Regions from separate parts of the Mus musculus genome. Here regions 1, 2, 3, 4, 6 and 7 are each linked to region 5. The links are chromatin contacts, called in public Hi-C, HiChIP or PLAC-seq and promoter capture Hi-C maps. All regions are on one chromosome and are shown on one strand. Each heading gives the region's core, a stretch centred on a gene start, on an enhancer-like site or on the middle of the called end of the contact. The rest is flanking DNA. Distances are from core to core; before and after follow the strand shown.

The links. Promoter capture Hi-C pulls out the DNA fragments that hold promoters and counts their contacts. A called contact is a pair of places that touch in the nucleus more often than the background predicts. HiChIP or PLAC-seq counts read pairs in DNA pulled down with a chosen protein or histone mark.
Region 1: a Hi-C map of B cells shows a contact between it and region 5, with 3 times the contacts expected there. The contact joins two enhancer-like sites. A contact is called at or near these places in 1 of 39 promoter capture datasets (pre-B cells) and 2 of 484 Hi-C or Micro-C datasets (B cells and embryonic stem cells).
Region 2: a contact with region 5 is called in a Hi-C map of adipose-derived mesenchymal stem cells, with 2.0 times the contacts expected there. The contact joins two enhancer-like sites. A contact is called at or near these places in 5 of 39 promoter capture datasets (cranial neural crest, hippocampal neurons, liver and 1 more), 1 of 484 Hi-C or Micro-C datasets (adipose-derived mesenchymal stem cells), 6 of 115 datasets of contacts at active chromatin or transcription factors (embryonic forebrain, embryonic limb bud, embryonic stem cells and 2 more) and 1 of 9 other capture datasets (embryonic stem cells).
Region 3: an H3K4me3 HiChIP or PLAC-seq map of bone marrow-derived macrophages shows a contact between it and region 5, with 9 times the contacts expected there. The contact joins two enhancer-like sites. A contact is called at or near these places in 1 of 15 datasets of contacts at CTCF or cohesin (pro-B cells), 1 of 484 Hi-C or Micro-C datasets (regulatory T cells) and 9 of 115 datasets of contacts at active chromatin or transcription factors (acute myeloid leukemia, bone marrow-derived macrophages, embryonic forebrain and 4 more).
Region 4: a contact with region 5 is called in an H3K27ac HiChIP or PLAC-seq map of SST interneurons, with 9 times the contacts expected there. The contact joins two enhancer-like sites. A contact is called at or near these places in 5 of 484 Hi-C or Micro-C datasets (cerebellum, cerebral cortex, cortical neurons and 2 more), 13 of 115 datasets of contacts at active chromatin or transcription factors (SST interneurons, bone marrow-derived macrophages, embryonic basal ganglia and 7 more) and 1 of 9 other capture datasets (embryonic stem cells).
Region 6: a contact with region 5 is called in an H3K4me3 HiChIP or PLAC-seq map of bone marrow-derived macrophages, with 3 times the contacts expected there. The contact joins two enhancer-like sites. A contact is called at or near these places in 1 of 15 datasets of contacts at CTCF or cohesin (pro-B cells), 5 of 115 datasets of contacts at active chromatin or transcription factors (bone marrow-derived macrophages, embryonic forebrain, embryonic midbrain and 2 more) and 1 of 9 other capture datasets (embryonic stem cells).
Region 7: a contact with region 5 is called in a promoter capture Hi-C map of second pharyngeal arch cranial neural crest, with 2.3 times the contacts expected there. The contact joins two enhancer-like sites. A contact is called at or near these places in 7 of 39 promoter capture datasets (cranial neural crest, frontonasal cranial neural crest, hippocampal neurons and 4 more) and 10 of 115 datasets of contacts at active chromatin or transcription factors (SST interneurons, T-cell acute lymphoblastic leukemia, astrocytes and 5 more).

The regions. Positions count from the first base shown.
Region 1 is chr5:21,253,855-21,256,891 of GRCm38.p6, reverse strand. It overlaps Gsap (gamma-secretase activating protein), which reads right to left. Exons shown (of 31, transcript NM_175437.3): 18 at 2,851-2,933. Among named protein-coding and RNA genes, the nearest start is that of Gsap, 69 kb to the right of the region's middle. Within about 2 kb of position 1,256, at least 94 of the 459 cell types and tissues checked have an H3K27ac peak or open chromatin away from gene starts, as enhancers often do. A contact at or near this core is called in B cells, where this site is marked.
Region 2 is chr5:20,133,493-20,136,751 of GRCm38.p6, reverse strand. The region is part of intron 3 of Magi2 (membrane associated guanylate kinase, WW and PDZ domain containing 2); the gene reads right to left. Among named protein-coding and RNA genes, the nearest start is that of Gm25761, 21 kb to the right of the region's middle. Within about 2 kb of position 1,796, at least 4 of the 459 cell types and tissues checked have an H3K27ac peak or open chromatin away from gene starts, as enhancers often do. A contact at or near this core is called in adipose-derived mesenchymal stem cells, where this site is marked.
Region 3 is chr5:19,866,984-19,869,988 of GRCm38.p6, reverse strand. All of the region lies in intron 2 of Magi2 (membrane associated guanylate kinase, WW and PDZ domain containing 2), which reads right to left. Among named protein-coding and RNA genes, the nearest start is that of Gm52765, 100 kb to the right of the region's middle. Within about 2 kb of position 1,363, at least 2 of the 459 cell types and tissues checked have an H3K27ac peak or open chromatin away from gene starts, as enhancers often do. A contact at or near this core is called in bone marrow-derived macrophages, where this site is marked.
Region 4 is chr5:19,918,265-19,921,590 of GRCm38.p6, reverse strand. All of the region lies in intron 2 of Magi2 (membrane associated guanylate kinase, WW and PDZ domain containing 2), which reads right to left. Among named protein-coding and RNA genes, the nearest start is that of Gm52765, 150 kb to the right of the region's middle. Within about 2 kb of position 1,285, at least 3 of the 459 cell types and tissues checked have an H3K27ac peak or open chromatin away from gene starts, as enhancers often do. A contact at or near this core is called in SST interneurons, where this site is marked.
Region 5 is chr5:20,701,091-20,704,054 of GRCm38.p6, reverse strand. It overlaps Magi2 (membrane associated guanylate kinase, WW and PDZ domain containing 2), which reads right to left. Exons shown (of 23, transcript NM_001170746.1): 23 at 1-1,985. The coding sequence ends at 1,929. Among named protein-coding and RNA genes, the nearest start is that of Gm52763, 21 kb to the right of the region's middle. Within about 2 kb of position 1,679, at least 415 of the 459 cell types and tissues checked have an H3K27ac peak or open chromatin away from gene starts, as enhancers often do. A contact at or near this core is called in B cells, SST interneurons, adipose-derived mesenchymal stem cells and 3 more, where this site is marked.
Region 6 is chr5:19,968,872-19,971,953 of GRCm38.p6, reverse strand. All of the region lies in intron 2 of Magi2 (membrane associated guanylate kinase, WW and PDZ domain containing 2), which reads right to left. Among named protein-coding and RNA genes, the nearest start is that of Gm23570, 120 kb to the left of the region's middle. Within about 2 kb of position 1,668, at least 13 of the 459 cell types and tissues checked have an H3K27ac peak or open chromatin away from gene starts, as enhancers often do. A contact at or near this core is called in bone marrow-derived macrophages, where this site is marked.
Region 7 is chr5:20,055,423-20,058,672 of GRCm38.p6, reverse strand. The region is part of intron 2 of Magi2 (membrane associated guanylate kinase, WW and PDZ domain containing 2); the gene reads right to left. Among named protein-coding and RNA genes, the nearest start is that of Gm23570, 36 kb to the left of the region's middle. Within about 2 kb of position 1,937, at least 15 of the 459 cell types and tissues checked have an H3K27ac peak or open chromatin away from gene starts, as enhancers often do. A contact at or near this core is called in hippocampal neurons and second pharyngeal arch cranial neural crest, where this site is marked.

The sequences.
Region 1 (3,037 bases), core at 7-2,506, 550 kb before region 5:
TCTCTGTGTAGCCCTGGCTGTGTCCTGGAATTCACTCTGTAGACCGGGCTAACCTCTAACTCAGAGATCCACCTGCTCTGCCTCTCCAGTATTGAGATTAAAGGTATGTGCAACCACCCAAGGTGGTTAATATTGATTCTCACCTCTGACAGGTCTATGAGGCATAAACTAACTGGGTGGATTGAGGTGGGAAGACCAGCGCTACATGCAGTCATCACCCTTTCTTGTGGGTACTGATTGAACAGACATGGAATCCAGTGGGGCCGAAGCACTGATCGCTCCCTAACTTCTGGCTGGGGTGCAGTATAGCCAGATGTCGCCACCATGCTTTCTCTGCCTCAAAGGATTGGATGGGAGAACAGTGGGAAAATTCCCCTTCTCTCTTAAACCAATTCTTGTGGGTTTTTGGTTTTTTTTTTTTACAACAACAACAAAAAAGTAACTTATGCAAGTTCTAAATAGCATTTTCAAATGTACAATAGTAACATTTAAAATAACTAAAATTATAATGCACAATTTAGAATTAGCTACAAGCAAGAATACTATCTAGTATTTTATTTAACAGTATGGAAGGCCATTGAAATGTATAGACTTTGGGTTCAATTAAATTCAGTGTATGGGTTTTTTGGTGTTTATTTGTTTTTGTTGTTGTTTTAGTTTTTTACAATAGTCTTTATTTTAAAAATTCAGTTGCTGGTAAGTGTGGCGCTAGCCATCTGTGGTCCAAATGAGAGGCTTCTAGGCTAGCCTGAGCTAAATAGTAAATTCTTTGTCTCAAATTTAAGAAAAAAAAAAATCCAAGTCAATCTTTTCATCTGGATGTGAGAACTTGCTGCTTCCTGTTGTAGCAAGTGTTAGGGATGATTGTGACTAGAGAAGGGTAATACTTGCATCATTGCTAAAGACGAATATAAACGCACAGAGCCTTTTAAGGGAACTTATTCCAACCACAAAAAGGTTTAAAGCCACTTGGTAAACCCCAAGATAAGTCTACTATGTGGAGGTTATAACTGTGGGTTTCTCTACATTTTCTTGTGGGACTTCCTGGTGCGTTATGTGTATATCCACAAAGTCTCCTGGGCCCCAGAGAGTCTTGAGGAATAAACAAATGATTCTCTGCCCATTGGCATGGTGGCTCACACAGCAGCCGGGTAAGAACACTGCCCAGGGACCACTGCTCCCAACTCTGCCTCTCCACACCTCAGTCACAGGACAGAAGAGCAGTGGGTAACACCCAGAGGGCCCTGAGGTGTGTATTTCCTGACCCGATGGTGTAACTTGCTGGCTTCCTGCCACAGAACCACACTCTGCCCACACAGTCCTAAGTTGTCTAAAAGAAAGACAAAGTGGGTGCCTAGAAAAAGGAGAAACCCGGTCTTACCCTTGCAATTTTACACCGTAGCAAAGAAATCTATTAACTATAATCCAAAAAAAACAAGCAGAGAAGGCCTTCGGGAAATCACTACTATTATAAGTATCAAAAATTTAGAAATTAGTCAAACAACTGTGTACGGCGGTACACGCTTGCAATCCCAGCACTTGGGAATGAGGGGCAGATGGATCAGGGATTTAAGATTGTCCTCAGCTACACAGGCAATTGATGCAGGCCAGGCATATATGAGCCCATGTCTTAAAACAAAAAGAAAACAAAAAAATTTAAGTATATCAAATGCATTTGAATATTTCTCTCTTTTTTTTTTTCTTTAGACAGGGTCTCACTACTATGTAGTCCAGGCTAACCTCCACCTGAAGATCTTCCTGCCTGCATCTCCTGAGTGCCGAATTACAAGCATGCTCTTTATATGCCTCTTAAGCAAAATACAAAGTGAAAAGTGTCACAATTTAGTATGTATTTCCCAATGTCTGTTGCCTAAATTAAATGTAATGCTCTGAATACCTTCTTAATATACCTCCTGCTTCATGACCAAGCACACTACTCCACCATCTACCTGAAAGGGGAAGAGGCAGGTGCTGCAGGCCGCCTCTCACAGAACAGCACTCTAGTGCATCACCGCCTACCGTAAAGGCGTCTAGACCAACAGGAAGCATCACTTTGCTTCGCCCTGAAGCTTTTGAGTTGCCTAATTTTCTTTATAAATCTTTATAAAAAACAAGAAAAGGGGTCCCAAAAGTCAAACTGTACCAAGTATTACCACAGTGGTCTAGCTATTACTCATTCATAAAACCTATTAAATACTTGAAACTGGTGAATGAAGGAGTAAAAGTGTCCTTTTATAAAATATGATCACTGAGGTTCTGTTCTGCCTGCCAGAAGAGTGACAGCCACCCTGTGTCTGCCACATCAAGCCTATTGCTTTATGTAAATACTTCCAGCCAATGGAAGAGAGTTACTGCGGACAGAGCATCCTTGGCCAAGGGGCTTAGTGGCACAAGTGAATCAGATTTGGCTTTTAAAAAATTTTAGATTTTGAAATCCTTCATATACATGAGGTCTTTTAGTGAGAAAAGAGAAATCTAAACATGAAATGTCTTTCAAAACACACACACACACTTTAGAAATATGCCTTTGAGTGTTCCCAAAGCATCCAACTTTTACTAACACAATAATACTCCTTTTGCATATGCATTTCAGAATATATGCATGTATGTATATAGGATTTTACCACATAGGATAAATTTTTCATATGTGGCACCATATTAACCTTTAAAATGCTCCAGATTTTACAGCAGTTAGATTTTGAGTTTTCTGGTTGTTTATACCCATCTGACAAGAAATTTCACTTCAGCTGCTTGTCAGTCAAAACAGAAGTGAAATTATAAAGCTGGTCACCGTAACAGGAATGATCTCCCCCTTCCCACAGTGGTGAGCACCGAGATTTTGTCACTTACTGTGTTCCAAGTCAGCACAGAGGAGTATTGTAGGAGCATGCCCATGTCGTCCAGCTCTGCATACACACTCCAATAGGAGGAAGCTGAGACATTAGAAACAGAGAAGTCGGCATAGTGATTTAACCAAATCCAGCAAACCGTGAGTTCTCACCACCTCATTCATGTCTCTGGGGGTTAACCATTATGA
Region 2 (3,259 bases), core at 547-3,046, 570 kb after region 5:
CTTGAGGCCTTGAGTATGAGGATCCTGACTAATTTTCAGAGATTGTGAAAAAAGGCACGGAGGTGAGATCTGCAGCGCTGTGATGAGAAGGGAGGCAAAAGAAAGGCTGCTAACAGACATCATGCTAACAGAACATAGTGCTAAAGGGACATCGAGACCTACGGACCCGGGAATGCTACCAAAGCAGAAGGAACAGACCAATGGGTGGACGGGCCAGTGGATTTTCTGCAGGTACAGTCAGAGTCAGGGAAAGGAGAAACCTCAAGAAGCAGGTCACATCCAAGAGAACCTCCATGATACAATACTCTGAAAACATTAATTTTATTAACACTCTGAAAAGTTTTATATGATAACATCAAAAGCTTATCATTCACTGTAATCTCAGGTCCATGGCAGATATTTTTTCTTATTGATAGCTAATATTTTATAATATTTATAAAGTTACTATTTAATAGCATTGAGACCTAGGAAAATCATGCAACCTAATGCTTAAATAGCAGGATGAGATTTCACTTAGCTCCTGTGATAGTCTTTTTATTTACATATGGAAAAGAACCAAATCTTATTTGGAGCTCATTTCTCTGTTTTGCAATATGAGATTTTTCAAAGTTTGACTTACTATCAAACCTGCAGTCTACTGTGTTATTAAACAGCAATTGATATAAAACATCGACAGGGACATTCATAAAGAAGCAAAACAAACAAACAAAAAACCCAGGCTTTCATCTTAATATAGAATAATCAACTTGATCTAGAAAAAGCAATACTAAAAGAACAGACTCCTTTGTCTATACTTAGCCTTGATATTTGATTTATTTTTTATTTATATTTTTCTTCTGTCTATTTTACTATTTTAGAAAATGGACCCCATGGAATAGGTTCTTTGGATTCTGATTAAAAAAAAATGGGATTCCTTTATGTACTTGGTGAATGCTGGATAAAAAAGAAGTGGAACTGTAAGTCTCAATTCCTTGTAAGTCTCCCAGACAACAAGGAGCCCACAGAGATGCCCACAAACACTCACAACACAAACTGGTGTAATTTTTTCTCTCTCACAGAAATTTCTGATTTAATACATAGTGCACATAGCAACTATCTAGTAAGAACTATGGATGTGAAGGAAGGACCGGAGAGCAGATCAACCTTTTAAGTGGGTTGTAATTGCATTCATAACTGTGAGCATTTTGTAGATCTTTCTGATACCCATTATTGTCTCTCTTCTCTACTTAACTATATAATTCCTTTAGCCATCTTTATTCCTTCTATATCACTGGTTTCCAAGTCTTTACTGGATTGTTTTAACCACATAGACACATGGTAGAATACTTCTCATCACTAATAATAAAAAAAAGCCTTTATACTCACTCCCAGGAAAACACATAATTCTTTCTACTTTATGACCTGTCTGTCAGTATAAGTGAATATTATGGAATCATTAATAACTTTTTATAGATTTTAAATTTAAGATCATCAATATAGAACAAAGTTCAGCCAGCAGAGTTCAAGCAACATTAGTTCTCTAGGTAATAGGATGTTGGGGAGAAAAAAAGAGAAATATTTCATGGGCAGATTAGGTGGGTACAATATTAACCAAGCAAAAGAGAAGTGTTTATGAAAGAGAGTTCAATATGTCAATACCTACTGAGTGTGACTGTTTCAGGGGAGGAACCACACTTCCCAGTAGGTGATAGGAACAAGATGTCACAGGAAACCCTTCAACCTCTTAGAGTGTCCCGTTTGGCTATGAGTTCATAGACCACAATGAGAAATGCTAGGCAAGAGTGACTGCCAGAAGGGCTTAATCCCCAAACTGCTCTGTCTTGAGCAATAGCAACACAAAATATAATAGAATTCTTGGTGGAAGTCACTTATGCCTCCTCTTGCTTGTGGGTTTTGAGGAATCTTTGGATTCCTTTCCCATTATTCTGTGCCTTAAATTCATTCACACTGGATTTGTCAGCCATAATCCTTAGGTTTTGATGTTACAAGTTGAGCTGTAACAATTCAATATCAAACTTTTTTTAAGTAAAGAAATATTCTGAGATGGCAGCAAATCTTTGTTGCTTAAGTTTGTACATATTTTAGTCTGCATAAATAAAATTGCACAAGTTTTAGTTATATGTTCATTTTACAGGCTGGTTTTATAATCACCATTATCTTCTTGAAATAAAATGCTCTCTGTCATGTCGATTTACTTTAAATAAACAAGTTCCCCTGGTGTGTTTTAGAATCACAATTACCTTCACTTCCCAATGTGTAAATTATAGATAAAGAAACCTTATAAGTTTCCTGCAGATATAGCATTTCCAACGAGAGAGAGAAGAATCTAATCAAATGTGATCTCCAGGTCTAGTTCTTATCATTAATACTAGAGTAACTGGGGAAAATGGGCCATTCTGGATCCTGCTCTCTGTTAAGCTGCATTCAGTGTAATATGCTTTGGAATGGATATTGGATTTCAATAAAGAACATTTGGGTAATTTGAAACCCAGTAAGCAAGGATGGGATCCAAATTTATGATGGCTCCAGGATCCTTGAAATAGCAACTTCTGCCAGATCAAATACAATTTAAATGGGTTGCAGACTTCTGTGGAAGTGTTTATAGAGCATCTTACATTTGGAAAGTGCTTTTAGCCATTTATAATAGCCATGCTGGGTGTTCCACAATGAAAAGGACAGTTTAATAGCACAACTAACATTCAAGATACCTTACGGAAAATTATTCTAACTTGTTTTTTTTCATATTTGTTAACAACAACAAATGAAGCAGATAAGAGAGGAAGAAAACATAGAGCTTTTAGAAAAATATATGTAGGGAAGAGGTGAGTTTAATTCTTCATAATGAGCTTCCAATCTTCAGCCTATAGTTTGTCTAGTGAATTAGTATCTTCCCCTAATTATCTGGTATGAAAGATGAGGTTGGGATTTTTTTTTCTTTAAAACCAGACTACATATTTTTGGCAGTATTTAAAACTTTTATTCTGTAGCTCTGGTAAGTTTCCAAGGAATTTAAAATTTTACTTTTTTATGTGGTAAAGTTATATTATGCACTGAAATTCCACACACATTACTTCTCAGTATAAGTCCAATGTTCTTCCACTTTTTGTAAACATATACAGATGGAAAATGGTAAAGATGGGGTTTGATAAACAAATGGTCTGTAAGACCACAAAGCAGAAGAAAAGGAAAGACCTACTTCTAACACGAAATAAGAGGCCAGAAAGAGAATAATTCAGAAGGAAGAATAAATCTGTTTGTC
Region 3 (3,005 bases), core at 114-2,613, 830 kb after region 5:
GCATACATTTGTAACAATAATAATCAGGAAGAAAAAATGCAATGGGTTTGAGAGGAAGGGATAGGGACATAGGAAAGGCTGGAGAGAGGAAATTTTGAAATTATATTTAAATTAAAATTAAAACAAATAAAAATAAGCATCTAAGCAGAAGGGACTGTATAAAAGGGAATAAACTTTTTGCAAATGAATTTACATTCCTTACACCAATTATTTTCACTTTTGGTGGGAACTATACAAGAATAATTTGATTTTGAGTAGTAGGATGTCTTAGTTAGCGTTTTACTTCTGTGAAAAGACACCACAACCAAGGTAAGTTTTATAAAGGACAACATTTAATTGGGGCTGGCTTACAGGTTCAGAGGTTCAGTCCATTATCATCAAGGTGAGAACATGGCAGCATTCATACAGGTATGGTGCAGGCAGAGCTGAGAGTTCTACATCTTCATCCAAAGGTGGCTAGTGGAAGAGGGCTTCTAGGCAGCTAGGGAGAGGGTCTTTAAGCTCATGCCCACTGTGACACACGTATTCCAACAAGACCATACCTCCTAATGGTACCACTCCCTGGCCCAAGCATACACAAATCATCAGACAGGATATAGGAAGAACATTTCTTCAACCGTTTTCACATGAGAAAGACTCATTCGAGCCTGACTCAAGTGTGAGAGTATAAATGATCCTATTTTATAGAACATTAATCTGAAAAAGTGAAAGTTGAGGCTCACGGGTTTCTAAATCCAGGCTTTTTTCCTCTCTGCTTTTCATTTCTTGTATTGTCTGGATAAATCCCAATTAAAACAAACAAACAAACAAAACAAAAACAAACAAATGTTCTTTGGACACTTTGGTGACGAGACATGAAATTAAATTCAGTTACCAGGAAACTTCTTTGGTGCCATGTCAGCTGCTGTGAGCTACAGCAATAACTGTTCTGATAAGACAGGCCCCAGAATGCAACTGTGGTACGAAAGATATTGGAGTCTGCCCCACAGGAAAAGATAGTCAATGTAGGGACTTACAATTGGTCAAAATACAGGAAATGTGTGTCTGTGAAGTGCTCCCTTATAAATGGGCTTAGGAACCATTATGGGATGTGGAGGAAAGATGGTAAATCCAGTCACTGATGGACACAATCAATACAGGAGTAAACCATGCCAGGGTTGCTCTACTAGTGAACTCATAACAGCTACGGCTGCCTCCAGAAGACTTACATAAGATCATGCTGGTCAATACTCAGGCATGGAGGAGAGAGGGGCTCCCAGTTTTGGTGTCCTAGAAGCTCAGGCTAGAAATCACACAAGAATCAAGGGCCCATCTGAGGTCTAGCTGACTTAACTAGCTCATGACACTTGTGGTTTACAACTTAGAAACCTAGAGGCTTGCTTATGGTCCTAGAACTGAACTTCCCTTGATCTACAAAGAGAGCTATGACTAATAGCTGACAAAATAGAAAATTGCTTAAGCAATAGAAGTATGTTGAATTTGCATTTAAATTAGTGTTTATCATATGGGGCTCGTGTCTTAAGTTCCAACAATTAGAAACCTGAAACAATAAGATCAGATTAATGGGCAGTCCCACAAGTATCATTCCAAGGTTGGTCTGGGCTATATGAGGCTCTGTTTCCAATGTGTCAAAATAAAATAAAATAAAATAAAATAAAATAAAATAAAATAAAATAAAATAATAAAATAAAATAAAATAGCAAAATATAACCTACCAGCTGACCAAACAAAAAAACAAACAAAAACCATAAATCCCTGAGTTTTTCTACAAACAGAAATTTCAGTGGGCCCTGAGCTGGAACACTGATGAGTATTCTCTAGAAGGCTGAGATGGTTGTTACAAGTTATCAAGTTGACACAATCTAGAGCCACTTGGGAATAGAACCTGAATTAAGGACTCTCCAGATAAGGCTGTCTAAATCAGGCCTTTGGGCATGTCTCTGGGGATTGTCTTGATTGTGTTAATGGAGATCGGAAGATCTGGGCACTTCAGGTGACAACATTCCCTTGGCCAGGGACAGGCCACTGCTTAAGAGTGGAGAAAGCTAATTGAGCACCGGCATGGCTCTAGTTACTGCTCTTTGATCATGGCTGGGATCAGGTTGTGATCTCAGGGTCCTTCTGTTGAGACTCCCGAACTGAGAGACACCTGGAACTGTGACCTTAAGTAGCTGCTTTCCCCCTACATTGCTTCTGTCAAAGCATATTATGATAGCAATCAGAAAAGAAACCCAGACGAACAACAACTTGAGCTGGGTCTGTGTGGCTTTTGGGCTTATGTGAGTGGGCTACATGACTCTGTTTCCAATATGTCAAAATAAAATAGAATAAAATAAAATAAAATATAATAAAATATAATAAAGTAGCAAAATATAATGTCATTTAAAAGAACTGTCAGAGGGCAGATCAGGTTGTGAAAAATCCAGAAAAACAGTGAAACACATAACAAGAACAAGATAGAGAATCTACTTTATGAAAATAAAAGGTTTGTGTGATAAAGAAAGGTGAGTTAAATGATCAGGGTGAACAATACAGTCTTTTGTTGCTGGTGTTGAAAGTGTAAGAGCACAGTGTTCTCACCCCAGCATAACAGCCCTAATACCGTGGAGGCTACCCACCCAGGGATGGGAAAAGAGCCTTGCTTTCAGAAAGCTGTCTGACCTTAATTTTAATCAACAACAGGCTGGCATATTTTTCAGACTATGAAACTTCTCTCAGGTGCATGTCAATCACTACAGTCGGTTAAGTATGGTCCTATGTTATTTCTTGCTCAAGATGTAATATTTCTTAATCATAAATGACTTATGTATAGTTTAACATAGTGAAGACTGTAACTGTGGATCTTACTATGCCCATTCCACATCCCCAGTAATGACACGGAGACTTATATTTCTTTATAATGTGTTTGGCCTTAGCTTACGCTTTCTTTCCAACTAGCTCTTATCCTGTTAATCTATTTATACGTGTCTGTGTTCTGTCATGTGGCTGGTTACCTCTCTTCAGTT
Region 4 (3,326 bases), core at 36-2,535, 780 kb after region 5:
GCTGTCTCTTTTACCTCTCCAGAGGCAACTGTGAATATAGGAGCAGCTGCAACATCAGCAGTGCTGCTTTGCCAGTTGTTCAGAGGATGAACCAATTAGTGGGAATGGGTAGTAATACATGCATTTGGCAGCCATGTTTGCATAAAATGAGGGCAATTTTTAAAATAAGACAGTTTAATGCACCATCATGGCACCTGAGAGCATTGTGGAAGAAGATGATACTTCTGACAGACAACTACAGTATTCCTCTCCTCTATGATCCGAACTAGCTGACTTTCAGCTTTTCTGAGATCTTCAACCCGTTGATCCCTCACAGACTTCATGGTCCAGAAGTCCGTTCCTGACACTTTATTCTCTACATCCCCAGCATCCCTTTCTCCTTTATCATGATAGTCTATTAATGTATTCACCTTGACCTCTTTGATCCCCTTGCTTCATTAAACACACAAACCCCAGGAAAACCAGCTGTATATCTTTCACATGGCCGTCTGCTCCCAATAGACTCCAAATACTACCCAGGAATCATCCTTTTCTTCTCTATATAACTATTTCCCCCTTGTCCAGAACTGAGGGACTCTTGTTTCTTTTAATAATCTCCTTTATAGCCTCTACTTTCATCTTGTTTTAATTTTCATGAAAAAATTAATTTCATTAGAAAAGAACACTTAGAACTCCCACCACCAAATCTCCCCACCCACCTCTTTGCCAGCTGGCTTCTTGCTGCTGATAGGCCCAGGCCACACCAGCCTCTCCACCTGTACTCTGGAAGGTATGCCCTAGCTAAAGCCCTCCCACCAAAGGCTGGACATTGTGGTGTGCACCCATAATCTCAGGTACTTAGAGGGCTAGGTAGGGAGATGGCAATTCCAAGGGCAGCTTTGGTAACATAGTAAGAGCCTGTTTCAAAATAAAATATAGAAACCAAAGCTGGTGAGGTAACTTACTGGGAAAGTACCATGTATAGGCCCAGGTAGTGCAAAGATTACAAACCTACACAGAGACAGTGAAAGCAGCTCTTTCTCCAATACCATGTGCTTCCTCCTTCTTAAATCATTGTCTTTAATACATGAATGTGATCACGTTTCTCATTAAACTGAAAAAAAAATCCATCTGTTGACTCTGTTTTCTCTCCAGCACAAACCAAAAACTAAGTTTAAGGGAACTATCTGTGCTCTGTCTCCTTTTCTCTCCTTATTCTCTTGATGTCTCTGTTGCTAAATCCAGCGATCATTAGTGAATTCTCATGATGCAACCGCAGCAGCAGCAGCTGATGCGGGTACTCATGCTGTATTTAAAACATTGCTTCACCCAGCATAGAGGACACAACTGTCTCTCATTGTTCTCCTCTCTTCTGTCCGAACCTTTAGTTTTCTTCTAATCCCTTCAGCTAAATGTGACTCATTTAGCTCAGCACAGAAAATCCCCTTTAAGTCCCTTACTCTCTGCTGAGGTCCTGCCATTAAACCCAGGGCTTGGATCGCCGTAGTAAGTTAGTGAGTGCTACATGTGCACCTTTCCGGGACCTTCATTCCTGCATTCTAACCCTTTATTCCCAGTCTTCCTGGACTGCACATGAGCACAGGTAACTGAGCATGCTCAACAGCCCTGTGCTTCCCACCCTGATAGCTTCTCACTTCTGCCAAGACTTGACTCAGTTGTCAGTTTGGTGCCACCTTTCCTTATTTTCCATCCTGAGACAGCAACTCGCTTTCCTCATAGTGGCCATGATTAAACTTCACTAAGTTAACTTTTGCATTATTGGTCTCTCTCGTGAAGATTTTTTCCTCATGTGTTTATTACCATATCTCAAGCACCTGGAAAAATGCCTAAAACACAGCAGGTACTCAATAGATCACTGTAATATGAATAAAGGGGATATGTTAAAATATATTCATAAAATCCCTCTAAGCGTCATGGACACAGAAATTACTGCATTTATAATTCTGCTGATTTCTGTTTTTCTAACATTCTCTTTTATTATTCTATACAGTAAAATGTGTTTTCCTGTGCTGAGACACACTTAGGAAAAATGAAATGTGTGCTAGGTTTTTATTTTGTGGGTTTTTGTTGGTGGTACTTTGGTTTGGTTTGGTTTTGTCACTGCAAACTAAATACACCCACCATTAGACATACTTCTATGTACAAATGAGGAGAAAGTATTATGACCAGGGGGCAGTCATAAGAAGATATCCCATTATTAATGACCCTCCCCCACTCTCTTTCATCTCTCAATATCCTGCATATATCTTGACTCAGCCATTGTTCTTTAAGAAGCAACATTTTAATATCTTTTAAGTCATTTATGGGTGTGTGTGTGTGCGCGCGTGTGTGTAGTCCAGAAGAGAGTATCTGATTCCCTGGCACCAGGTATATAGGCAGTAATGGGCTGCCATATGAGTAGTGAGAATTGAACCCAAGTCCTCTAGGAAAGTAGCCAGTGTTCCTAATTGCTTAGCCATCATGTCTCTAGCTCCACAACATTCTTTATGTATCTCAGGCAACAGTGTGGTGTTTATTTTTCTATCCAAATATACTTTCCTTCTTCTGCAACTGAAGGAGGGATATTACCTCTTGGCTTTGGAAGTTCTTACTCCTCTGCAGGTCTAGGTAAAGCGACATAGCCCTCCCTCCCTGTATGCATACTCATAACAGAGTAGTAGTCAGTCCACCGCATATATGCTGTTGTTCACACATCTACAACTAACACTAAATAGAGAGATTTTGTATGGAACTAAAGAGACCTATATTGTTATTGGCTTACCAAATCTGGCACAAAATAATACGGAATCTTTGCTTAAAGTACTCATCAGCTCATGGCATGCAAATGTTGTTCTAGTACACACTCTTAGGAAGACAATTATCTGAAAGAATCTCTTTAGGAATTAGTGCAAAGTAAATAACAATAATGCTCTCCATATTAAGTAATCTCTAGCTTCCCAGAATTAGGAATTATAGTAGAAGTAAAGAATATTTAATATTTTAGGACTTGCAATGTGAGATTCTAGCTTGTTTAAAATTATGAGTATAGATACATAAATACAAACGGCTTCTCTGCTTTGCAGTTTTGGATTCAATTCTAGGCTAATACACATAGCACTAAGGTGATCAGATAAATCCCATTTAACAACTGAGAAAGTCACCTAAACCTAAGTAAACAACAGGAGATGATTTTTAAAAGGATGTTTTGCATATTTTTGGTATGGAAGCTTTAAACTGTGTATAACTAAAAAGTAGAATCTAAAAATGTTTAATTAGTTGCTGTTATTTTCCACTGTAGTTATAAATGACAAAGAGGCAGATTTCATGTGGCAACATTCATTTTGACG
Region 5 (2,964 bases), core at 430-2,929:
CCGGCTTCCCTCTTACTCAACAAGTACTTGTGTAAGGAGCAGAATATCTGAAGAGTTGAAGCCTCAGTTATACAAAACATATTCATGACAAAATGCCTTCAGACATTTTGTCTTTAAATATGTGCAGCTACAATAAATACCAATGGATAGCTGACTAATGTTAACGTTTGACAGTTTTTACTGCAGGGACAATCGCTGACCTGCGATGGTAACCCGGGGACATAAAGGTGCATCTATAGATTGTTAGTGTAACAAAAAGCATTAGCAAATTGGAGGCGAAAAGCTACAGGTGGAAACAAAAAGGAGATCAAATAAGGAAAGCAGAAAGGAATGCCAAAGGACTTATGTTCTTTAATGAAAATAAATTAGTTATCATAATGCTTTCAATATTAGAGATTCTAATTTGAGAAATATAGGACAAATACTTTGTCAAAGTGCAAATGAAGAGCTTTAAAATAAGACAATCAAATAGGTAAAATAGAAGATTGCTAACAGAGCAGCTACGTATCTCTGAGTGCCTGGGATGACAGGAAGCCTTTTCAGGAAGGAACTGCAGCGTTGTCAATCTCGATTAAACAGATTATGGTCTTTTGATTATCAAACTCATTATTTTAGAGGCAACCAATTAGGATCTACGAGCTAACCTGCAAAATTCTGACTTACGGCAAACTGCTCCCTAGGATACAATTTTTAAAACCTTTTTTCCCTACTACTGAAAATGTACAGAAATGTGACTTGACCACAGAAATGGCAGTAAAAAAGGCATCACACCAATGAATTCACTAGGTTTCTAACTCATCCTGCAGTAGGCAGGGGACGCTGCTGCTAATACCGTTGGTGGATGCTGAAGGGGGAGCCATGGAAACGTAGCATGGGAGAACAGTTCTGGATGTTTCAAAGAAACCCTTTATCCCCTGTCTAGATATGTCAAGAACGATTTATTTACAACACTTTAGATCAATTAAAAGATATAATCTTGTCTCAGTTTCCGCTTGCTCCGTGCAGTTTGATTTTTTTTTAAGGCGATATTCCAGTTTGTGATTGCTCTGAACTTGTCCAGTTTCTTGATATAAAGTTTGGATGACATCCAAATCCTTCATGCAGTGGGGGGAACTTTTTTCTTTTTCTCTTTTTGAATCTAAAGCTACACTGCACTGTCTCTCTGTGATGTTTGCGTGATTTTGGTTCTTCCGTAGCTGCCAAAGCTCCCACCATGGAACCGGGGGCTTTAGGATCAGTTTAGGTCTGCCTGCGCGCACACCGTGCCGTGCCGCCTACGCGCGTCGCACGCCGGCGCTCCCGGGCTTCGGCGCCTCGTATAGATCTATGCGTGTGACAGTGGAAATAAATTAAAACGCCGTGAGACGGAACCCAGGAAGATCGGCCTGCGTGGAGGCGGGCGGGGGCCCCTCGCCTTGGGGCTCATCTGCCCGCGGCCGAGGCGCCAGGCTGCAGGGCGCCCGGCAGCTTGTCGGAGCCCGGCACCTTCCAGGGCCCCGGCGCCATCGTCGCCTTGCGCGCTGGGCCGCCCCCCGTGGGCCGCGCTGCGGGTCGGGCCCCCGAGCGCACACCCACCTTGGCCTCGGCCTCCCGCGCGCCCGCGGCCCCGAGGCCCTCACGCCGGCCGCGCAGCGCCTCCTTCCCGTCGGCCGCCTCCGAGGCGGGCCTGCCGGCCTCGGGCCGCCCCTGGCCGCCGGGCACCTCCTCCAGCCTGGGCCGCGCACTGCGCTGCGGGCTCGCCGAGCGCTCCCTCTGCTCCCCCAGGCGCTGCTTCTTCTGGCCGCCGGCCGAAAGCTCCTTTGGTTTCCTAACGTCGTGTTCCCTTTGGATATCCCAAGTTGGGTCTGGGCCTATCTGGTGGGAAGGGTCGGAGGGTGGGGCTGGATGTGATGGAGAGAATGGAGAGAGGATGTCTTCGAGGGAGACGCCTACTTCCGGCAGGCCTGGGGCGGCGGCAGCGGCAGCACTCCAGGCGTGGGGTTCGTCTGTGGACAGGAAGCACAGGCGTTAGGGCGCGCCGCGTCCCCGCGCTCCAGCTAACTCCCCCACCCCCATGCCGGGGACCCGGGCTGGCAGCCAGGCGGCTGCTCTCAAGGGCCCCGCCACATCCCTCAACTGCCCAGAGGGCAGCCAGCCGCACCCCGGGGTTCCGTCCCCCACCCGTCCCGGGCAGCCATCGCTCAAGAGTTCAAGGCACAGCTCGGGCCTAATCCCTTTGCCTCAGTCTGCTCTTAATTTCTGGGGTCACGCCTAGCATGGCCACTGACTTGGCAATAAATCACCGGTTCTCAGACCTCACTGTGGAAATACAAGTTGCCCAGCGACCCAGCCCAGCAGGTCCCAGCAGTATAGAGACCAGGTGCTCCTCTGTTTTTAGCAGGCCTTCTGCGATTCTTGGGATGGATCTGAGTCCTCCTCAAAGGAGTTGGGTGTGTGATTTTCTCAGCCGTTAGGTGTCGCTCAAAGCATAGTTCTCAGCAATTGCCTAATAACCTTGGGATTTGGATTGATTCATCTGAAAACTATCATTGCTTTCTTGCCCGAAAAGAAAATCATTGTCTTTGATTTTTTTTTTTTTTTTTTTTTGTAGTTTTAACATGGATGGCTCCTAGACTAAGATAAACGGGACTGATTCTAGAAAGCCTAGCTTTAAGGCCATTGAGGATTTACTCTGTTGCCTTCCAAGCAACTATGTTGACTTTCCAAAAAAGTATATATAACATAAAACAAAACACTGGCCGGAAACCAAGTAGGGGGCAGATGTGTTGGATTCAGTGAGTTAGTTATGACCACCAGCAATAACATTTCCCTGGAATTTTCTTACCCCAAGGCAAAATCAAGCAGGGAAATTCAATACAGGAACCCTTGATATTTGTGAGGAAAATGTCTCATGACCTTTGAAAAGATCTTAAGTTTTATAATTCTCAGAATGTTATTTTCTCTAAGGAATTAGTATATGAGTGG
Region 6 (3,082 bases), core at 419-2,918, 730 kb after region 5:
TTATGTTGGGTTGTTGGATCAAAACTTGAATTTCTCCAGTTTGTGCAGCGAACAATTTACCCACTGAGCCATCTCCCTGCCCTCCAGTTCAATCCCTGAGAACCAGCTAATTCATGCTTTTTAACCAATAGAAGACCAGTTAGGCCTGACGCTTGGGAGAATAAGACTATTTTTAACGTGGTAAAAATGCTTCCTGTTGTTTCCAATTCCCTGGGCACAAGATTCGTGTGAGCCTAGATTAGGATGCACAGTTAATCATGCCAGGTAGCAGTTCATATAGCAATCCCAGTGCCCAGTGGGGATATAGAGCCTGTGTGATGCTATCAAAGAACATCTGGGTCCCACGAGATCTAGAAAGCTTAGCCCTGGCTACACCACCACCCCACTGTCTGGGGTTAGACTAGGAATATGAGGGCTCTGCTCATCTATTGGAGAATATATTCAGCAATACAAAACATCAGAACACTGTCTCTGGAGAAAGCAGATGAACAGCTAGATTTACCTGAAAATAGAATCCCACAGCTTTCGAATGTCTTAGATAGTCAATTTCTCTGGATATTCTTTGTGAACTAATTAATGGAATGTGAAAGCAATCTCTGTAATCCGATGCATGCCATTTCAAACTATTTCAGGGAATTGCGAGTTCTAATACAAACATGTAAAATTGTGAAAAATAATACTTAATTGTTTTTCTAGTACAATAACCTTAAGCTGCTTTTATTAAAATGAAGGCAAGAAGAACAATAACTGACCTTCAAATAACATCCGCATTGTGTGGATAGACTGTGTGAGAATGTGTTCCCAAAGTTCATAAAAGCTAAGTTGCTGTTAGTCTTGCATTATGGAAAGTAGGAGTAGCCAGATTTTTTTTTTTTTTTAATTTAGATAGAAATACTGCAGCATGCATGGTTCACACAAGAACTTAACTGCAGAAAAATAGCTAGGGTACAACTCTCACCATCTTCCTTGCAAAGACAAAGGTTGTGCCAAGGGCTTGGAAGTCTCTAGCTGCTAATAATAGCTCATTCTATCCATTAAACCTGCCTCGCCATCTCAGGTGTTTGACATATGAGGTGCCTGGCAACAGGGCTATCAAGAGTTCCATTACTGGGTACTTACTCTCCCCAAACTCTGACAGTGTGCACAGAATTTAATTTAGGCCATCTCTCTCTCTCTCTCTCTCTCTCTCTCTCTCTCTCTCTCTCTCTCTCTCTCTCTCTCTCTTTTAATGTTGTTCAAAAATCTGAAAAGCTTAAAGAGAAGTTATAAGCAAAATACAATTTAATGTCTTTGTGACTTTTTTTGTGTTATATAATTCATCAGTTACAATCTTAGTTGTATCAGTATTTAAGCACAACAACCTTGCTGTAGTCAAACACCATGTATCAAATGGCTTCATTTCTATATTTAGAAATGAAGAAACGAGTCACACTGATAATGATGCATCAGCATAGAACTGTGGTTAGAGAATTTTCTCCAAAGTGAAGATAAATTCTTTCTTATGTAAATACATCAAAGTATATCTAATTAACTGTATATAAAATCATAAATAAGTCATGCTTTGTAGAAGGATAATTTGGAAGCAATATTTGGAGGAATGCAGTGGCAATGACTCACAGACGACTTATTTTTCCTCTTAGACTGTAAAAGGTGGCGAGTCACACTGATTGAGCACTTTCTAGGTCCCAGTCACACAGCCCTGTGTATGTGGCAATCCCACCACATCCTAGGAGCAGATCTATGGGGCTGGAGCTATGACTGGTCTCATTTGATACATAAAGACACTGAGAAGACTCAGTTAACTTTGAGGATTGAAAGCTGGGCAATCCAAATTTACAATTAGTCCTTTCGACTATTACTTCTCTAATTTATATATGTGAAAAATTATAGCTTATGAAATTTATTCATGATACGCTAAGATAGTCTCTTACATTTAAATAATGAAGATCATGCAAAATGGTCTGCTTTATTTTATAAGTTGGCACCAAATGTGAAGCAGCTTAGTGATGTACAACTGTTATGGGAAGAGATGTTTCTGAGCCACTTAGACACTGGGGAACTCAAGCCATTTTAATTCAGAGCCCAGACAGAATAATTTCAAAAGAAAAAGTTGTTTCTTTCATCAGAAACGTAAACTTAATTACCCACTTTTCTGTTTTAGAGGAAAAGTTCTATGCACATCCCTAATTATGACTTGTGGTTCCAGACAGATAGAACAACATCGCACAAGATTGTTTTAGCATTAATTTGCTTCTTTGAGGAAAAATCTGTGATTCGATGCAAAGCAGTGTGTACAAATCATTGTATGGGGTGAGCATCTGAAATGGAGGCTTAACATCTGTCTAATCACAGCCTAGAACTAAAGTGTGGTAGGAAAAAAAAAAATTGGCTCTAGTGTTGGAAAAGCTGACTTTGACCTGAACTCTGGTAAGCTTTTATATGATCACTAAGTCCATATTTTGTCAACCAGAAAAGACTTCCCAGGCCAAGCATTCCATTTGCATTCTTATTCTTGTCCACACTACAGTGCACCCCTCTGTTGCTGGGTCCTCTCGGGTAAAAGCTAAGTTTTAGATTATCTATGCAAGGTGCACACACTTGTACTCCCAAAGACATAATAAAGTCTGTATCTAGTGAGCTGCCGAAGAACGATCCAGACACTATAAGAATTAATCTCAGACAGTCCTCTTCAAAGTTAACCATCTCACTTTTCTTCATGTTCTCTCACTAAAAGCAGATTTAACTAATATTTTGGGTTACCTCAAACTTTAACTGCTATAAAATAAAAGTTGGATATCTCTATATTGTGAGGGGGGTAAGTACATATGGGAACTTGAAAAGAACATTTTAGAATAGGTTAGTTTATTTTTATTTTGAAATTAAAGCTATCCAGCTTTCCATTCATTCAGAAAATTTCTAAATCTTTAAGTTGTGAGAATTCTGTAAAGTACTTTAAAGGGAGTACTCTAAGGAATTCAATGGCAGTTTGATGACAATTCAGAAACACACTTTCCTACATTCACATTTTTAAAAACATGCTCAGTTTCACACATGTACATTTTAAATTGCAGCTGATTTTGCT
Region 7 (3,250 bases), core at 688-3,187, 650 kb after region 5:
ATCCCCTCTTATGGACTATAGCATGCACCAACACAGACACACACACACACACACACACACACACACACACACACACACACACACATTTATGTGCACACACATATACATGTGCATACACAAATAAATTTATAATTTATGAAGTAAAAAACAAAAGTAAACATTCACCTATCAATCCTCAATTTCAAAAGCGGAGATAGAAATACAGTACATGTGTTTTAATGTGAGAGTTGAGTCTGTCTACATTCATTTCTGTTTCAATATTTTATGTATGTGGTCATAGATGAAAACATCATTTACTTGATTATCAATGTTCTTGTCATATGCTAAAATACCCAATAGCTATGAGAGGCATTATAAAAACATGGATGTCATGGCAATATTACCCATATTCCTCTCAATAGCAGGAACAGCATAGCCAGTAGTATTGTAGGTTCCCAAATATCAGTGATAGTATCTTAGTTTTACAGTCTATTAGAATTAAAATATAAGCCAACTAGCTTTGTTCAAAATACTTTGTTCAGAGTAAGAATTTCTTTTGACTAAAGATACAAGTTGACTTTATAATATTATCTGAGTATGAAGAAAGTTAAGAAATAGATCCATTTGCCTGATGAGACACTAATGTGACCGGTAATGTCTTGGTCATTGTTTCCTTTTGAATGACACAATAAAACAAATAGATCCTGTGAACTGGATCATGAGAAGTTTCTTGCTACTTGTTGCCTCAGTTGAAAATTATAAAAATATTTCTAAAGCCTCATTAGTCGGTTATTTAAGTTTACCTGCAGGCATAGCGCCTTCAACAATAAGGAGAGAAAGCATAATTTTAAGTTTATGCACTCAGGAAGAAAGGAAAGTTGTTAGTGTTATATTAGAGAAGAAAAAACTAGAAAAGCAGGCAGAGATCTGTGAAGGTTTCTCATTCTACTAGGAAAGGCAGCCCATGTGGGGTAAAATGTGAAGAGCAATGAAGTGTTGCACAGGGGTAAGTTGCAGGTAAGCGCAATTAATACGTTGGCTGGGAAAGGTTGATGCAGATTTTCCTGAAATGGTTACTTACCTTATTTTTATGCTGAAATAATTATAGATGCTTTCCCCACTCTAAAGATTGTGAATAGAGAATTGACAGGGAAGCAAGCTTCAGCACTAACTGCAAGTCCACCCAGCATCAGGAATACAGTGGCAGGCAGCTGGGGAGGATCTGAATGGGACACGGAGATTCATCAGGGAGCTCAGCTTGAAGCACTGTCTCATAATGCCTTTTGAATACAATTTTCCTATATAGTCCATAGAGAAGTCTAAAATAAATTTTATCACTTAAATTATGGCTTCTCTATTCCAGTATTATTTCTTCTAGACCACTCCTCAAAAATGAATGGAAATGAAAGGGAGGAAATTCCACTAATTGAATTTATGCTTTATGTCCTATTGCTTAGTTTCTTAAAGGAAAGACCTTATTTGATAATTGGCTAATTAACTTCTGTATGAATAATACCTCTTTCAGAGGCTATAAAGACATCCAGTGCTTAAACTCAAAGCGCATGTCTGAAGAGAATTGAGTTTTTTCACAAAGGTTAGTTTGTTGATGCAAGATGAAAGTATATGAAGGCTGCTTGTCATTTGGTAACCATGGCAACCAGGAAATGCCAATTAGATTCTTAAGAATTCTAGTTTTAAATGAAAGAACACTGACCATTTCACCTCGAAAAGAAACAAGAATGACATCTTTAGTGTGTATGAGTCTAGAGCATAATTCCTCCTTGATTTTTGCTAGTGTTTACAATCCCATAAAATAATTTTAAAACATCACTGACTTAAAGCAAAAACCATCAGGACAACACTGTGATCCATTTCGATGTGCTGCAACTGCTACAAGATCGGCCATGTGGTGTGGAAAGAAATAGACCTAGAGCTGATCATCAAGTGCCGCTGTGTTCAAAGCAGATGGGTCATGATGAGGCCATCTGGGAAACGTCAGCATGCCCTTTTTACTATGTTCTCTCTCCTTCTTCCCAGTGTTTCTCAACTTCAGGCTAGAAAAAATAAATCTTGACAGCTAGGGCAATTCCCTTTGGAGTTGACCTTTAATTAACTCACTCTTAGGTTTCTAAGACACTCCTTCAGCTTGCAAGTTACTCATTAGCAAGTGTGAACATCATACCAGATTTGTGTGTGTGCTTCCAATAGAAACACTGTCCTTTGGCCAAGTGCCTTTAAATCAATTTTTACACAACCAGTCAGAGTAGCTTTTATTCTGCTTGGTTTTAATGATATAGCATCTAAAAATATGGTTTTGTTCAGTTCAGCTGAACTTAGTGTAAACACCCAATAGTCATATTACAATACAGTCCAGGATTCCTGGACTCAGGCCATCCTTCTGCACCCTCCTCCTGAATGCCTGAGAATACAGGCCCATGCCACTCCCCAGAAATGCTATCTGTTGAAACAAGTTCTTCAGACAAAGAGACCCAGGCATCGATTTCATGCTTCTCACATACAGGATTATATCCCTGTTGTATGTCTACCAAACAGATATTAAGGTGAGAAGTACTACTTGATTAAGGCTTGGGCTGGATAAAAGCTCAGTAGAAAAGTGCTTGCTTAGTGTGAATGAGGCCCTGACTTCAGTCTGCAGCACTACCCACCTTAGCCCTACCACACACATATGCATAAGAATGTTCATTTGTTGTCCTCCATAACTTGAGTTCAAAAACCCCAACACTAAGAAAGAAGAAAAATTCTAGGGTGGTATTTTTATGTTTTATACGTATGCACATATGATATATATATAATATACATATATATACTTTCTACCATAAGATATGTATGTTAAATGAACATATATAATATTGTCAGTACGAACATCTCATGCACTACTGACAGGAACATATCATGCACTTTGCATTAAGACAAATTAGGGCAAAGTGAATCTGTTTATTCATTCATTCATTCATTCATTCACTCATTCATTAATTTATTTATCTGTTCATCCATATAAACTATCATTGCTCTCATTGTAATTAATCTACACTCTAAATCTTGTGGTGAATGTATGTGTGTGAGATATGCGCACGTTCATGTGAGGATGCAAGCGGGCTTAATAGGTGTTGGTGTCTGTTGTGTGCACTTGTGTGTAGAGGTTAGAAGTCAGTGCCAGGTGTCTTTTGAAAGAGGGACTCTCACTAAACCTGGGGTTCCTTGATTTAGCTAAACTCACTAGCTACAGCTCCAAGAATCTGCTTGTCTAAAC